Regions from separate parts of the Mus musculus genome. Here all the other regions are linked to region 1. Evidence: chromatin contacts called from public HiChIP or PLAC-seq and promoter capture Hi-C data. All regions are on one chromosome and are shown on one strand. The core of a region is the stretch at or near the end of the contact, and the rest is flanking DNA. Distances in the headings are between cores, read along the strand shown.

What was found. Promoter capture Hi-C pulls out the DNA fragments that hold promoters and counts their contacts. HiChIP or PLAC-seq counts read pairs in DNA pulled down with a chosen protein or histone mark.
Region 2: a contact with region 1 is called in a promoter capture Hi-C map of liver, with 2.2 times the contacts expected there. The contact joins the promoter of Thnsl2 here to the promoter of 0610030E20Rik in region 1. A contact is called at or near these places in 3 of 39 promoter capture datasets (cranial neural crest and liver).
Region 3: an H3K27ac HiChIP or PLAC-seq map of thymic regulatory T cells shows a contact between it and region 1, with 7 times the contacts expected there. The contact joins the promoter of Krcc1 here to the promoter of 0610030E20Rik in region 1. A contact is called at or near these places in 6 of 39 promoter capture datasets (3T3-L1-derived adipocytes, the C10 cell line, hippocampal neurons and 2 more), 3 of 484 Hi-C or Micro-C datasets (CD4 T cells, pre-B cells and uterus) and 3 of 115 datasets of contacts at active chromatin or transcription factors (astrocytes, pancreatic cancer cells and thymic regulatory T cells).

Annotation. Positions count from the first base shown.
Region 1 is chr6:72,345,009-72,348,951 of GRCm38.p6, forward strand. It overlaps 0610030E20Rik (RIKEN cDNA 0610030E20 gene), which reads left to right and starts at 2,309. Exons shown (of 4, transcript NM_026696.1): 1 at 2,309-2,507; 2 at 2,585-2,703; 3 at 3,521-3,672. The coding sequence starts at 2,401. Usp39 (ubiquitin specific peptidase 39) reads right to left here and starts at 167. Exons shown (of 13, transcript NM_138592.4): 1 at 1-167. The coding sequence starts at 141.
Region 2 is chr6:71,142,405-71,146,347 of GRCm38.p6, forward strand. It overlaps Thnsl2 (threonine synthase-like 2 (bacterial)), which reads right to left and starts at 1,976. Exons shown (of 9, transcript NM_001033929.2): 1 at 1,887-1,976.
Region 3 is chr6:71,270,023-71,273,965 of GRCm38.p6, forward strand. It overlaps Krcc1 (lysine-rich coiled-coil 1), which reads left to right and starts at 1,655. Exons shown (of 3, transcript NM_001354706.1): 1 at 1,655-1,818. Mir8112 (microRNA 8112) reads left to right here and starts at 1,649; the gene lies at 1,649-1,779.

The DNA.
Region 1 (3,943 bases), core at 1,059-3,558:
CGGGCTACCCCGGGAGCTCGCCGCCTCGGGCTCCTTCTCACGGTCTCGCTCCTTCTTGATGCGACCCGAGCTGCCACGAGACTCGGACTCACGCTTCCCGCGGGTGGAACCATGGGACTGCCGCTTGGACCGGCTAGACATCGCCACCACCAGTTAGGAGCTTCCGCGCCGGCGCCGAGCACGGGCAGCAAGCAGCCAATCAGAAGTCGAGATGGCCTCATAGAAACGCAGCGCGCTACGAGTCGCTGTGAGGGACAATACAGGCTTATAAAACGTTATAAGCGCTGCTGGCCCAACCGAGATAGTTTCGAACATATTGTGTCCTTGTCCAACATCTCTTCACGGCTTAAATAGGAACCTTTCACAGGCTACTTTCATTTTAGGGAAAAGGAAGCTAGCACTCCACCCGAGATAGCTTCAGGACAATTTGTGTCTCGAAACGACGATCCAGAGATGTCCCCTGATCAGGGACTGATGACCTACACAGGAAAAGGAGTCAGTATTCCCAAATTAACTCCTTCATTCAGGCTTGTACCTGGGAACTTCAATTAGTATCATATTTAAAGGGCTCTTGAAATGAGTTTGCAAATACTCTGCTAAGGCGCATTTATTGTTTAGCTAATAAAACTTCAAATTCAGCCTTACCACTGAGTCATGCCTTAGTCCCTGCCTATTTGAACAGTTCCATCGAAGTATAATTGATATACAAGATAGTACACGTTTGATGTGTCTAATTTGCTAAATTGCGATGTATGAACACTTACAGATTCAAGAGAAGAAACTTGTCTCACCCCAGAAATGTCCTGTGCCCACGTGGAATCCCACCCAAACCACAATAGTGACTACATTTCCTAGAATTTTATGTTCAAGTATGAGTCGGTGTTTCCTCTTTCTGACCAGGTCTCATTCACGTCTAGGGTAAGGCAGTCTGTTCCTTTACTTTCAATATAACAATTCCATCAAGCAGATGCACTTGATTCTGTCACTGCTCTAATAAGTTTCTGATGTTTACATTTTAAACTGAAAACTTGGAAAGCTATACTCTCAGGATCAGGCAAAACAAATCCCAAAGTTTAAGGCCAACTGAGCTACATAGTTAATTCAAGACTATCCTAGGCTACATGCCAGAAGGAAAGAAACAAGAGAAGGCTATGCACTATTAGACCCTCAAAAGCCTTGGTTCCTCTCATGGTCAGTTAAGCAAGTGGTCTGGACACCAGCAGTGCAGCTCCAATGTGGCTGAAATAGGGACTGGGTATGGGTGGGGAAAACTTACCTACGTGAGCACTTGTCTGCCTCATTGCCTATCAGAGACAGATGTTTTTAGTATGTCCACTAATAAGCAAACAAACGGAGGAGATTGGCTCAATTGGTGAGAAAGCTTACTGTCCAAGCATGAGTCCAAAACTCCAGCACCCGTGGAAAAAGCTGACAGTGGGCTCATGCCTATAGTCCTAGCCATGTGGGAAATGGAGACAGGAGGACCACTAGGGCTTGGTGGCTGTCAGCTGAATTACAGGTTAAGTGAGAGGCCCTATCTCAAAGGAACAGGTAGAGAATACAGACAAGAGCACCCAGTGTCGTCCTCTTGCCTATACACACACACTACAAAAACAAAATTAAGGAAACCTAGGCACATTTAGATTAAAGAGTCAACCAAGTGGCATATATTAACATGTCTTCTTTAATTCTGCCATAAAGAAATGTCATTTGTAGGGAAATGGTGAACCTAAAGATGTTAAGCGAATTCAGTATAATTTAGAAAGAGTAATCACCAATATTGCATGTTTTTCCCATATGTAGGACCTAGATTTTAAGTGTGTATGTGTGTGTGTGTGTGTGTGTGTGTGTGTGTGTGTGTGTAAGAGGGGAGAGAAGGGGAGAGAACTATAGGAGGCAAGGAGGGGGTCTAAAAGAAGATGGAGCAGAGGTGATGGAGATGACAAAATATTTCTCATGAGCAGAATCTAGCTTTAAAGACAGGAGCAAAGTAGATACACACAACACATAGACACACGCATATGATCTCATAGTGAAGTTTATTATACTAAAGGGCTAGGAAAAGAAAGTCAACATCTCTAGACTAATAGAATGCATTTTCAGTATTCGTGGATGACTCGAATTTTTAAAAATAATTTCCTGGTATTAGCTATATATACTCCTTCTTTCGTTCAGGTGATACCACAAAGTAAGAGGACCTCCAGCTCTACGGGCGCTCACAGATGAAGGTTCTCAAATTTCGAAAGCATCTCTGCTCCGCTGCGCCTGGCCCTACGCAACCGGAAAAAGGGCATCGGAGCCGGAAGCCGAGGTCGGCGGCCGGAAGTCATGGTCCGCAGCCGAAGGCCCTAATTCCGCGGCAGTTGTGGCGGTTACGGCGGTTCTGTACCCAGCATACGAATGGAGGCGGCCCAGGATCACGGGCCGGGGTTGTGCTGCAAGCCCGGCGGGCGTCTGGACATGAGCCACGGCTTCGTACACCACATCCGTCGGAACCAGCTCGATCGGTACCGCCCCGCCCCAGGCCCGGCCCGGCCCGATTCGGCCGGGTGACAGCGCCTGACTCCCGCTCGGCTCCCCGCAGGGACGACTACGACAAGAAGGTGAAGCAGGCGGCCAAGGAGAAGGCGAGGAGGCGCCACACGCCCGCGCCCACGCGGCCCCGCAAGCCAGACCTACAAGTGTACCTGCCGCGCCACCGAGGTGAGCCGCCGCCTGTCGCCCGCCCGCCCGCGGTCCCGCCCCCGGGCAAGCCCCTCTCTCTGCGTCAGGGCTCCTGCCCACCTGGCCCTTACAGCAGCCACTGCATCAATAGCAGCGCCCCCTGGGCCAGTGACCCCAGTTAAACTGCACTGTTATATAAGGTAGCTGGGACCCGGCCAGGAAACGCTGTCCACCAGTGTGATCTATCAGGCTGGGTTTTAATATTTCTGCCACCTGGAAGAGAAAGTGTGGCAGGGATTTAAAAAAAAAGAAAAGAAAAGAAAGATCAGTACATAAAATGAAACAAACCCAGTAAATGGCCTTTTCTTGGGCTTTCTGTGACCATGAACTCATGTTGACTAACATATGACACTAAGTTTGTGGGCTGTTCTTTACAGAGGGGTTAGATCTTGAGTACATTATTGAGTCCGTAGGACGCTGTTAAGCTGAGGACTCTTATGTCTGTTTCCCTAGCCAGAGAGGTGAATAAGGTGTCCAACATCACAGACCTAGTAAATGGCAGAGCCTGGATTTGAACTGAGGCAGAGCTCTGTCCATCCTTTCAGCAGCTTCCAGTGATATTTGCAGGAGACATATGCAGCTTATACTTACTTTTTAACAGATTGTGCTGGAGTGGAGGGAAGAAGTTAAAATCCTGATTGACAGCTACATACATAACACACACACACACACATACACACCCAGGGTCTGTTGGAAGCTTGGAGGCTTTCTTGGTGCTGTTTTTCTGATCATTTCTGTGGGCAGGGGTTTTAGCAGCATACCCCCTCTTCCCTCTCACTCTGGTTTGCCCTTACAGATGGCTCCACCCACCCCGTGAACCCAGACTGTGAGGAAGCCAGTGAAAGCAGCAGTAGTGGAAGCTCCGAGCTAGAGCCTCCTGGCCGCCAGCTCTTCTGTTTAGACTATGAGGCGGACAGTGGCGAGGTCACTTCAGTTATTGTCTATCAGGTACGCCTTTTGGAAACAGCTGCAGCGTGACCGTCCTGGGCCATGACGGAAACTACCACCAGTTCCTGAACCGCTGTTAATCTCAGGGCCAGTGGGAAAATATGTCTTCCCAGCAGATAGTCTCAGCACATAGAGATTCCTAGTTGGGGGAACAGGGAAAACTTGTGACCCTCAGTTGAGAATCACTGTTACAGGGGACTCCTGAGAAACAGAAGCCTTAAGCCAAACAGTTCTGTGAGCGTGCTGTCTAGGAACAGAGCAGCACTTGTTT
Region 2 (3,943 bases), core at 726-3,225, 1.2 Mb before region 1:
TAATTTAGAAGGCTAGCAGTGGATCCTACATACTGTCTTTGAAACTCTCTAGCCATGGCTAATTAACTCTGGCTCCCTGGCATGGATTCAGGGCCCTATGATCATTTGAATGGGACAGAGATTACAGCAGAGTTTATAGTTTCCATGGTTAAACCTGTCAACTTGACTACACATAGCTCCCAATACCACTTAGGCATTTCTGCACCCCTGCCCATAAGAAGGGGAAATCTGACATTGACCGAGAATCCTAGTTTCCCTTTCCTTCCCTTTGGCCTCCCCTGACCCTGGAAATGGAGCCCAGGCCTATCCTAGGCAATTACTCTGCCACTAAGCTCCACCTCCAGGCCTGAAGTTGTGGCTTCCTCCTCCAGGTCTGTGACACTTGTGGGTCCACAGTGAGCTGACACACACCACTCTGCTGCCTACAAATGCACGTGCATTCAGCTTAGAAGCAAGGCTGTGCTAAATTATCAACCAGGCAGGTCCCACCTTTTGACATTGCAACATAACTTTGCTATCTACAAAGTTCAGGCCTCAGAATGGTGCCATCAAGTTATAAGAGCAAGAGATACATGAAATCACATAATGTTTTAAGTAAGCTTAGAATTTTGTTTTGGGCCTCCCTATTCATAGCTATTCTCAGTCACATGCATTAGACATGCCTGAAACCAAGAATATTATCAAATAGAACCAGGGTGGATAATGTAATGCTGGGCAATGGGTATAAACAGAAATGACGTTAGGAATCTGGGACACAGGAATCAGCCCACATAGGAGTCCATGACATGGGACATAGGCACAGCTGCTCAGAAGGCAGAAGCAGGGCCAGGAGGTCAAAGGCTTAGCAGTGCCTTCAGTAACTGCAGGGAGTTCTGGAATGCTGTGAACAACGTTAGAGCAAACTGCCCTGAAATCCTTGCTGCATAAGGATTCTGGACCTGACTAAAGGAAATGCAGCCAGGGAGTTCTACTGATCAAAGGGCTGGGGGTGCTGGGACAGGGCAGAAGCAGGTGGAGCTATGAGGAACATTTTTCCAAAGCCCTGTCCTTGGTCCTCGGTAGAATGGACCACATGATACCCGGGCACTGAGGTGGGGATTCTGCAACCCAAGAAAGACATGAACAAGGCACAGAGGTGAAGAAAGCCCGGCTTGAGCTAAGCATGTGCCAGAATAAGAAGATGGCTTGATTAGCAAACAGTCCCAAGCTTCTCACAGGATTAAGGGCTGTCGGTCGGTTCTGAAAGATCACTTCAAGGGACAGCGCAGAAAAAGCTACAAGAAACAGCTAACGACTTTTTTTTTTTTTTTTTTTTTAAGACTGTTGTGTCAGGGCTCTGGACTCAGATCTCCGCTGTACTTTACTGTGATAATTACTTTTTGGAACGTTTCTGGATTTTATTCCAGAGCGGAGACAGGGCAATAACCACGATAAATAATAACAGTAATCCCGCCTTTGGGGCGGGATTCGGCGCGGCGGTAGCGGAGGTGGGGAGGCATGGAGTCTCGCCCCTAGTGGTAGATCACTACTCCTGGATTGGAGTTTAAAGCAAGGCCTGGGAGGGCGGGCGGTGTACACCCGCTGGCGAGCTCGCCGAACCCTAAGACCCCATCCCTACCCTCTGAACACAGCGCACTGTCCTGAGTTTCCGGGTTACTCCCACACTGCCGAACCCTGGCTGCAGGAGAAAAACATGAGAAATCCTCCACCCGCGCGGGCTGCTAGGGCTATTGGGGCTGCTGCCATCCTAAGGCCCCAGCTGGCTTTAAAACGGTGGCCCGGAAGCCAAGCTGAGCTACGGGACCAGGACAGCAGCCAGAAATCTGACGTGTCACCGTGGAGAGCGCGGGGTGGGGGGCACGCAGCAGAGAACTGGGCGAGGTTACCGTAGGGGCGCGGAGCTGCCTGGAGACCCGAGTCCAGTGGGCGACGCGCACAGCTCTGACTTCCCTGAGCCGGAGGTTCTGAGTTTAAAGCCAAAGCTGGGGAGGAGCTCCTACAGAGGGCGGAGGAGGGGGAGTGGAGAAGGGACTTCGGGGAGGGGTAGAAGACAGAGCTTGGAAGACAGGAGTAGGGGGGTCGGGTGGGGGACAAGGCAGACACCGGAACACTAGCCTTTGTGTTCAATGAGTGCCTTTCAGACTCTGGATTCTCTTTTAGACTCATGATCTTCGCTGAGACTCGATAGAATAAAAGACGGTGACATTTTGTTCTGTTTTTATTTGTTTGTTTACTTATTGAGAGACCTGTCTCTATGTAGCTCTGGCCACTCAGGAGATTGTATGTAGAGCAGGCTGGCCTTGAACTCACAAAGAGATCTGCCTGTCTTTGCACATCCCTTTCCTAACTCCTCCACCGAGTGCTGGGATTAAAAGCTTTGTTTTGTTTTTAGATGAGAAATCAGAGGGCAATGTGGGAAGAAGGACTTAGCCTTCCACCATTCCATCCTTTGGCTTTCAGGATTCTGGTTTACATAAATCCAAGAGCCTGTGCTAAAATCCACCAGATGGGTGCATCATTTAGCTAAAAAATTCTTAATAGAACAATACTATCTATAGAAGCGTAAGTCTGACTCAGTTTCCCCCTCCCCTTCCTTTTCTCTATGTTCTCCCCCCTTCTTCATGGAAGCTGGTTATACAGTAAAGGATGATCTTGAAGTCCCGATCTTCCATCTCCATCTCCTGAGTGCTGACATTACAGACTTGTGTTACCAACGGCTTATGCTGGGAATCGAAGCAGAACTTTGTGTGGGCTCGGCAAGCACCTTACCAGTGGAGCTGCAGTCTCAGGCCCTAATTTATTTTTCAGGGAGGGAAAAAAGCAAGAATTTGGGGTATTTTTTTCTCCAAACATGATCAAATGTCCCAGGATTTACATTCACGCTCCAAGATAAACATAGGTTTGAAGATGGACCAGACAAGTACAGTCTAAGATTTATTCTTAGCCCTGGCCTTGGCCTGGTCTTTGCCTGTCTCCTTCCTCCTCCTGAGGCCTGTGCTTATTCAAGTTGCCTGCCGTCTAGTCCTCCCCTACACAGGCCATCCACTAGGCAACAGTGTGTGAAGCTGCCCCTGAGTAGCCAGCTCAGTCTCCTGGTAGAAGGCACTGAGAGACTGTCCCTGCTCAGGATATGGGATAGGCCTTCTGAGTACAAAATGGGCCAGGGACTTGCCATAGAGTTGACAGAGGTCAGAGGCACCAACCTATTGAGGGATACAGGTCAGCCATGGACCTTCTCCAACGTGTTTCTGTACTTTCCATGAGGTGCATTTAACCATTCAGAAGCCAGGAAAACTGGGACTCACAAAAGTCAGCAGTGTTTGTTACAGTGTTCCCAAAGAAATCGCATCCAAGGACAGCCTCCCTGCCTGGCTCAGGCAGGCCTACAGGACAGCACCACCCTGGGGCCCAGAGGGAGCCCAAAGTTCTTCTGTGAAGTGTACTTTGACTTCTCACCAAGGAGAGGAGCTAAAGGCTGGAGACAACTAAGTTAATCATTAGGGGTTACTGCCTCTGGGGTGTTCAAGACAGGAACTCCAGGAAGAAGGCTGGACTTTGAGAGCAGGCTGCACAGTAAACTGTAGTATTCATATTCTATATTGGAGCCATAAATGAGTTTCTTCCATTTTTCTTGTCTTTTATCTATCTATCTATCTATCTATCTATCTATCTATCTATCTATCCATCTATTTATTAAAATGCAGTAATAATATCAAATAGTCAGACTAGAGCTGGAGACGGGAGCAGTTCAAAACACTGGTTGCTCTTCTGGAGTTCAGTTTCCAACACCCACGAGGCAGCTCACAACCATCTGTAATTTTAGATGAAGGGGACCTAACTCCCTGTTTCGACCTCCATCAGTATCAGGCATGCAAGCATACCTGCAGGCAAAACACTCATACACATAAAATAATAAAAAATAAAAATATATTCTGACTAAGGC
Region 3 (3,943 bases), core at 405-2,904, 1.1 Mb before region 1:
GAAAAGCCAAAAAAAGAAACACACTACACACACACACACACACACACACACGATTATGAGCAGATCTTTAGGAACACCACGTTTCTATTTCTTTGTAAGTTTTTATGTAATACAGAATATTTTAAAAATAAAATTAATAAATATTTTTAAAGGGTAGAGGGAAGAGAGAAAGTCACTCACATAATAGCCCATTATATGTTGTCTAATTACAGCACAGACCAAAACCTCAGGTTCTCTCTTGTCCCTGTGTTATTAATAAGCGTGGAATCATTAATGGACTGCTTGTCTCTGTGTGAAGCCTTTTACGGACGGAGTTTATTAGGCAGTCGGGGAGTGGCAATGCTTGGCAACGGAAGCAAGTGCAGCCTGTTGACTTACACAGTAGTGTAGTATTAACCGGAAGCAGGGCCTTTAACATGGTCCAGTGGGTGAAGGGGCTTCTAATTCCAGCACTTGGGAGTCTGAGGTAGAAGGATCCTGTATTCCAGGCCAGCCTGGGAGTAAAGCAGTCTTCGGCTTTAAAAACCAAAGACCCTAGTGGAGCTTCCTGGCTCACTCGTTAAATTTCAGCCCTTGCGAGACTGAGAGATGATAGAAAGGGATTGGTGAAGGCGAGTGGAAATGAAGGGTAGACAGACATCTCCTGAAACAGAACTGATCTTTAATCAGAACTGAAGGGCTGCAGTCTCTCAGGGAAGTGAGACTATGCCCAAGTGGCACGTGTTGGGGAGTAAGGGGTTGGGTTTTGTAGGACTGAAAGGGGGGGGGGGAGGCGGAGGGAGGGAGCTTTGGGGTTGGAAGATTCCATTTGCAGGTCAGTTCCCCTGCAGTCAGGAAGTGGGAGAGGCTAGCGGGTCTGGTATGTGGATCTCCTTATCAGAAGCTTCAGCAGTCAACAGTCAACTCTGGGCTTCTCAGTCCATCTGAGGTTTTTAAGTGATTACTTCAATCCATGCTTGGGACCAGCCTGAGCTAAAGTAAGACCCTATTACACATGGGTCGGTGTGCTGCCAAGCCCCAGAAGCTGAGTTCGACTTCTGGGGTGCATAAGGTAAAAGGAGCCCCACCCTCACTCCGCTCCACACAAAATAATGACCATGTAAAGAAAACTAAAATATACTTTAGTAGTACCTGTGTGATGTTGTATCTATGTAATAGGAGCGTGTATGGTGAGCATACCGTGTGTGTGCTTTGAGGAATACTATGCACGAACGTGTATAATCTAAGAGGGAATTTATGGACTATGCTAGCTAGCAACGTACCATGAGCAGGGATGGTGCTTAATATTTAGTCTTAATATAAGAGCACAAGAAAGAGGAAAGGCAGATGTGCGTTTCTTAGATATTTTGGCCGGTGGATCCATACATTTCCAGACTCACTTTGGCTTCCGGGCTGAACCTCGTCACTAGGTTTCTTTCCTCCAATGGCAAGAAGGACCGACACCCAAGCTCCTACCCACACGGACAGAGCCGGTTAGTCCGAAATGGCGGGAAGGGGCGGAGCACACATGGAGGGCGGGGCTAGAAAATTTCCCGAGGGCTCGGCCGCCCTGCTGCGCACGCGCACCTGCGCGCCCCCGCCGCCATGGCGCTGGCGCTGTCCAGTCAGCCGCGGGTGGTGGCGGCGACTTCCCCTCAGGAAGTCAGGTCTCCGCCTCCTCCCCCCCTCCCACCCCGCCTGCTCTGCGGCGGAGGCGGCGGCGGCGGCAGCGGTGTCTCTGCCTCTCCGCCACCTCCACCGCAGCCTCTGACCCCCGGCCGGCGTTGTTGGCGGGGAGGGGGACAGTAGTTGTAGACGCCCGCCCCTGCCTCAGAGAAGGTGAGTTCCCGCCCGGCGGCGGGGGCGGCCCGAGCTCCAGCCCTCAACTCCCGCGGCCTGGTGAAGGCCGAGCGCCCCGGCCCCGCCCCGCCGCGCCTTCGAAATGGCCGACGAGAGCCGGGCGCGGCCCCCCTCGGAGCGCCTGACTCTCTCCTCAGAACCCCTCAGCATCCGCGGCGCCATGGCCGAGGGACCTCACGGCCTGGCGAGGAAGCCGAGGTCCGAGGGGGCTAGGAGAAGAGGCGGCCGAGCCGAGGGCAGTGGGGGTTCAGTGAGGAATCCCCGTCCTCCAGCGACCCCGGGAGAGAGCAGCCTCGGTTTGGTGCAGGAGCGTGGACAGGAGACTTCCCAGCAGGCCACTTAGCGACAGGCATGAGTGGGGAATTAGGGAGCTCTGGACAGGAGGGTGGGAGCTTCCAGGTTTCCTCAAGGAAGAGGAGAGGTGAGGTGGAGGGGACGGATCACCCCGAAGCTTTTCTAGGCTTCTGGATTGCCAGGAAGACGAGTTAGAAAAAAATGTCCAGACGTCTCTTGACCGTAGTAACCCGAGTTTTAGCATTTTTTGACCAGTGTGAGAGTGGCGAGAAGCAAGATTTTATTCCAACCCTACTGACTAGGAGCAGAACTGAGCTGTGTTCTGGAGTGCTCCGAGTGACTTTGGCCTTTAAAAAAAAGTGTAAGGAGAGAAGGCCTGAAGTAGACAGGAGAGGTGAAAACTCCCCAAGGGTTAGGCATTGCTTCTGCCGGCTGAGAACTAGGAAGTTAGGCGCCTCCTTCATCCCAGTTACATTTCAAAGAATTGCTTCTATAGACTCTGAAAGACCGCTGAGCTGTGGGAAATAAGCTTAAAATGAGGGGATAGTTAGAGTCTTTGTTGGGCGTGGTGCTGAGCGCCTTAAATCCCTAGCAGTGGAGGGGCAGAGGCCATCCTGGTCTACATGAGAATTCCTAGCCAGCACGAGCTATAGAGTGAAACACTACCTCAGGAAAAAAAACAAAAATGGCCTGGGACCGGGCAGAATTTGTTAGCTTTTTAAGAGTGAGCTCTACTGTGGGTAGAACTCCTTAGACCCCAGCATCACAAACACGGAGGCGTGTCATCTGTTGAGGGCTAAAATAAACAGTAAACCTGACAGCCAGAGCTTTTCCTTAAAGTGTGGCAGGGGTGTCCCAGGCACTTGACACTGGGCACCGTGTTAAATTGTGATTTAAGTCGCTTTTTATGGATGGAGGTTTGGAGAGTTTTGACATTCTCACCAACACATTTACCAAAACACAAAAGCTGTAGACTACCCCAGTAGATGTGTGTGTGTGTGTGTTATAGGTACTACACACCTGAGACAGCCTGCACCTGTGAGATAAATCTTTAAAGCAGTTTTGGAAATAATTTTATATCGTGGCATTTGATTCCCCACTGCAGAAGAGTTCAGTAAAACACCAAGAAACAGAAAAACTATTTTTAGTACTTTTACCTTATATTGCTCCTTGTCTCCAGTGTGAAAGATAATGGAAGCCAGACTATCACAGGATAATTTAGATTCCTTTTCTATATATAATACCTGTAAATATAACACTAAAAGTAACTTTTTTCATGATATCTGTATTTTATGTCCTTTCACAATTTGGAGAAGTAGCACAGGAGTAAAATAGTATCCTTAAAACATTTTTATGAACACTTCCATGTAGTAAGAATGTTATAAAAATTTATTACAATCAAATAAGTATCTTCAATCAACCGAGAATATCCTGAGAAAATTTTTTATCTGAATTTGTGTGTGTTAAAATTTCTGTCTGTCACCAAGTATGCCAGAATAGTTTTTAGGTGTCAACATGCAATTTTTTTAGTTCTATGGTCAGATCACAATCAACTCTTCATGGAAAAAACAAAACCAACCTTTCTGCCAGTTTCCACATCACTTTTTTTCCCCAGTGATTCTAATATGTGCAAAAGACAGAGTGATAGTCCATATAGTAATAACTGCTGTACCACTTATAGTTAGTGAAAATGAGACTAGTGAGATGGGAGTCTTGATGACCCTGGGAAAGTCCCACACTTGGTCTTGGGTTGTGTCATCTACTGAATGGGGTAATTGGACTAGCCCAGTGCTTCTCAACCAAGGATGTG